Linked DNA regions of Gossypium hirsutum: region 1 is linked to region 2. Evidence: chromatin contacts called from public Hi-C data. All regions are on one chromosome and are shown on one strand. The core of a region is the stretch at or near the end of the contact, and the rest is flanking DNA. Distances in the headings are between cores, read along the strand shown.

Region 1 (2,700 bases), core at 64-2,563, 42 kb before region 2:
GTGCAGTCACTCTCCACCCAAACCTCCTTATGTAAGGCTAATAAACACACTCAAATATGTGTATAATAAGCTCTCACAAAAGGCACAAAGAAAGCCTTTCAAAATAGACAGAATAGTGCTTTCCAATATTAGCTCCAATCGACACCACTCTAAAGGAACAAACTTCTTTCCAAATAACCTCTTACTTAATCTCACATTCAATATCTTTCCAAATAATCCTCCATAATCTAATCAAGATCTCTTTCCAAATAAACTCCTACAAAGTCTCATATTGAAGTCAAAGGATAATCACACAAAAAAAAAACATAAAATCCTACAATTCAAGGACTCTTAAAACTACATAATTATTCTAGTTTCCTCTTATAAAAATTCATAATTCTTTGCATAAAAATTATGATAAAAATCACTCAATAAATATCTTACACATAAAAAATAAACAACACTCAAAATATGAAAATTGGTTTAGGCCAGATGTAAACAACAAATAGAAAGTCTATTGCAACATACTTGCATTTTAGAAGTATAACTAAAAATTTCTAACAAAAGCATATATTTTAATACATGATAATATAAAGGTTAAATTCTGCTATCAGTTCTTGTATTTTTCAAAAATTGTAGATTTAATCTCTGTACTTTAATTTGATCAAATTTAATTCATGTATTTTTTGAATTGGTTAAATTTAGTCTATGTACATTTCGAATTTTAAAATTTTAGTCCTAACTCAAACAGTAATAAAATTTGTTTGGTTAAGTTCAAATACTAATCTTTTACAATGTGTCAAGTTGCGGACTTAGTCTATATTCTCCAATTATTGTTTGAGTTTTGAAATTTCAATCTTGACATAAATGACAATCATTAATTAATTAACGGGGATTGTAGTAAGTAATGTATGAAAATAACAAGCTGACGTGGTATTATATATATGATAATATGTTTATTGCATTAGATTTTAAAAATAAAAATAATAATAAATTTAACAATTATTGTTTGGTAAATACTGAAGTTTTAAAATTCGAAAAGTGCTGATATTAAAATTTATCAAATTAAAATATATGATTAAATTCACAACTTTCATAAAGTACAAGGGCTAATAATAAAGTTTAACCTAATATTTTGAATTTTACAAATGAAAATAAAAATATGATATGTATTATAAAATTTAAAAATTTTTAAAAAGATATTTATATGAGATAAAATTGTACTTGAAAACAATGTGGGATCTGAATGAAGAATATGTATGATCTGGCAAGCAATCAATATCCGGAATTATGAAAGTGAAGGTGGAGTCAAATAAGCGTGGAACTGACGTGGATTACTGGGTTTCCTAATCAAAGTTTGACCCCACTTGCCAATTTATCCATGTGTATGGGAATCGGCAACTTGACATTGCCTTTGCCCCCTTTCTTTTCTTTTTTGGATTATAATTATCTAATTGTATCAGCAACAATTTCAGACTTTGTATTTTGGTACAATATATATTTTTTACTCTATAATTAAATTTTAAATTTTATCTTATGTTATTTATTTATTATTTTACTATATTTTTATAGAGTTTTTGTCAACCTCTTAACTCTATTTTTGAAGTCCAAAAATCCCATTAATAGTGTACCTAATATTTTCCCACAATGTCATCTCAATTCTCAAGATTGGATAAATTTTTCACCACTTTAGAATTTTGATTTACTATATTTGGATGGAGTAAGAAAATAATAGTAATTTGGTGGGAATGAGGTAAAAGATATCATATATATTATCTATTATTTAAGTTGGGATAACCCTCAATCAAGCTATCAATTCAATTGTTAAATTATGAAAATATCTTTTTTAATTAAATTAAGTTAAATTATTTGATGGTATTTTAGTTTTTTTTCTTTAAAAAAACTAATAAAAATATTCATACGATGAGATTTGAACCAAAACCAATTGCATTAATAAAACATTTTATTTACCACTCAACTAAAGCCGTAATTTAATATATTATACATTTTAATTTTAATTATGCACACTTTATTACTTTCTTAAATTAAATCTATTTTTTTAAATTTAGTAGCATACATATTTCATGTGTAATTATTATTAATAATTAGTTTCAAGCCATATATTTCGTTATTTATTGTTTGTTATTTTTAATTACACATTTATATTCTATATTTATAGTTTTCACATGCATTCATGTGTGATAAGATTTTTAGTATGCGTAGTTTGATTAATTAAATGGAATAGAGTAATAATGTTTCAATGTTGTTTGTTTGGTTAAAATATTATTAAAGAATAATAATTTTACTTTTTAATTAAATAATAATTTTTTATATTTAAAATTTAAAATTTATATTATTTCAATTTATTAAATTAATATAAAATTGAAATTACAATAATAATTTTTAAAAATATTAAACATGATACATTTACCAACATAGTTTAATATTTTAAACAAGAATTAACTTTTAAATAAAATATATTTATAAATAACATAAAATCATTTTAAAAATATTTTTAAAATACATTTTCATTTTCATTTTTTATCTTCACTTTCTCCCTCTAAGTGTTCTTCTTTTTCCTCTTTTATGTCTCTCTCTCTCTCTCTCTTTTTTTTTGAGACGATGAATCAATATCATTGTATCATAAAAGAGTACAAGCAAATGGGTCCATCAACTTAAAAAAAAACAAACAAACATAAAGTACAAGGGCTTAACCAAGCC
Region 2 (2,700 bases), core at 109-2,608:
TAATAACCCCTGATTGTGTTGATGATGGTGTTGTGCCATGGATCAGAGAGGTGCTGCAACAGGTTGTCAAATGGTCCTTTCCCAGTCACATTGTGTTGAATTATGAATCCCAAGAAGGCCAACATTGCCAATCTCCCATTGGCAAGCTCCTTTTCCTTGGCCTCAAGTGTAGGAGCAAAGTTGAGGGGGTTGAAAATGCCACCAGGGTATCCGCACTCGTGTGGGGGCAGGCTGTATTGCTTGAAGATGGGATCTTGGTTCACACATCCTGGGTTCTTGATGTCTTGCCACCGTCTGATCTCGACGTAGTGGAACAATATGAACTCGATCACAAATAGGGTGGAGGAGGATGCGAAGTATTCGGATTTTCCAGCATCGTACCATTGGGGAGCATTGATCAGCCCAATCTTGGTGAATACTTCAGGCAAAAGCATCCCTGCAACACCCAACATTGCCCAGCGGCCATTCACCAGCTCTGCTTGCACGAACCATCTCAAGTTCTCCGGATCCTCCGCCAATCCAAGAGGGTCGAATCCATTGTCACCTGGAAGACTGCATTTCCATAATGTTATAACCAATGTTAAGAATCAAACCGAACTAGCTAAATCATTGGTTGTCAGATTGATTCACAATAATTGATTCTATTTTCGCTTATACACTACTGGTCAAAGTTTAATTCCGAATTCAACTCTAACCACCACGTCCTTTGGTTTAATCTACTGCTGATAGCTGATTATGTATATTTCCTTTAAATACCAATGAATAAAATAATCGGGGGGCCCCCCAAATAGCTAATTGAGATATTAGATATTGCTTCAAAACAAGAGTTTTCATATGTTAAAAAAATAATCTATATTTTGGTGCAAATGCCATTGTCTGAGATACTGAATTAGTATCTTCACTTTATTTTGTATCAAATAGTATAACTAAAAGAATGTACCTTCCAGTGAGGTAAGCCGGTGAAGGTAAACCAGGCAACCACTCCCCTTTCTTGGCTTCAACTTTGAATGAGCTGATTGATGAAGATGACATTGGTTTGAAGCAAACTTGCCGGTTTAACTTACCGGAATTCCCGGTAAGAAACCTAGTTTTCGATGTGCATGGGCGGAAAACGGCAGCCGAGGCTTGTGTAGTGACGGCAGACATGATTTCCGGGAGAAAGAAAGGATGGGTAAGGGAAAGTAAATGTTTTAGTGCATGGCTTAAGCCTTAGCTTTGTACTATGATATTGCCATTCATGTGTGGTTGTCAGTAAAGGTTGGATTTGATTGTTTGATTTCGTTGAATCCAACGGTTGAGATAAACTAAGATTTATCCCTTTATCTATAATCTCTTTCTTTGTTGTTATTGGCTGAGAAATGATAATCTGGGACCAATTTTACATTACTTACATATCTGCCACACTCGTCTTTTACATCCAATCATTGCTTGACATGTGTTTATGGGACGCAAAAGATGTTATCCATGGGATTTTGGTATCATCTATAATCCATTCTGTTTTTAAATGTAATTCTTCTTTTTATCTTATGTATTGTAAGCTTCTACATGACGTATAGCCTTCAATTACAATGAATTTAATCTTTCAATATAATAAGATTATGTGAATTTAATATTACTGGCTACTATGTTACATTATCTTTCCCTTTATATTTTTATTTTTATTTTATGAGAAATTATATAATGTTAAAATAAATTTATGAATTATAATTATAATAATTCATTAAAGAAATATAATAATTTTAATTTTAAAATATGACATCTACTATTTCACCATTTTTATTTTTATTTAGACTTAAATTTTATTTGAAAAAAATGATTAAATTAATTAATATGATAAAAATAAAGGGAATAAGTCGACATCTTGACACTATTTAGGAATGTGAGATTATAAGATGCTCAAAATGTTAAGAATCCAAATTGACTTAATGTTATTCCAGAATGTAACATTATAAACCATAATGTATTATTCAACTGACTAAGGCTTCGTTTGTTTGGCAGTAAAATGTTTTCCGGAAAATGATTTTTGAAAAATGATTTACTTTTTTGGAAATGATTTACTTTTCTGGTGTTTGGATGAATCTAAGTAAAATATTTTCTGTTGTTTGGCAAATTTCCTGAAAATATTTTCCGGAAAAATTGTTTTTACATATATTAATAAATTTATATATATTAATAAATTTATACTTTAAATTATTTTACATATATTACAATAATTTATTTATAAATAAATAAATCAAATTTAATATATAATAATACTCAATTATTAAGCTAAAATATTAACCGTCATAAATTGAAAACAACCAAAGTCTATTTACACTTTTTCAGATAAACGTCAAACACTTTTTCAGATAAACCTCAATTAATATTACAAATTTTGATACCTGATCATAATTTTTGGACTAAAGTTCATACCAGACAATAATATACAAATAAAGTTCATACCAGACAATAATATACAAAGAAGGAAAGAATTAACAAGTTCTTGGACTAAATTTCAATTGTTTTTTAATTAATAGCTTTATATCTTCATTTCTCTTTCTCTAAAAAATCAGCATCCAAAAACCTTGAAACAAATACCCAAAGCTTATAAATGTCTTCAAGACTAGTAAGGAACCCAATTGTAGCAGTAACATCTATCCCAGGCTGAAACTCATCTTTTTCCTTCATTTATTTATGTTTAACACTGAACCAAATATGTTG

Evidence for each region. Hi-C and Micro-C count contacts between places; a contact is called where the count stands out from the background.
Region 1: a contact with region 2 is called in a Hi-C map of leaf, with 2.0 times the contacts expected there. The contact joins the enhancer-like site here to the promoter of LOC107934271 in region 2. A contact is called at or near these places in 16 of 34 Hi-C or Micro-C datasets (callus, fibers, hypocotyl and 3 more).

What each region holds. Positions count from the first base shown.
Region 1 is chrA12:98,091,069-98,093,768 of Gossypium_hirsutum_v2.1, reverse strand. No RefSeq gene overlaps it. Among protein-coding and RNA genes, the nearest start is that of LOC121211603, 8.1 kb to the right of the region's middle. Within about 2 kb of position 1,313, at least 1 of the 9 cell types and tissues checked has an H3K27ac peak or open chromatin away from gene starts, as enhancers often do. A contact at or near this core is called in leaf, where this site is marked.
Region 2 is chrA12:98,049,076-98,051,775 of Gossypium_hirsutum_v2.1, reverse strand. LOC107934271 (chlorophyll a-b binding protein P4, chloroplastic) reads right to left here and starts at 1,358. Exons shown (of 2, transcript XM_016866649.2): 1 at 941-1,358; 2 at 1-552. The coding sequence starts at 1,146.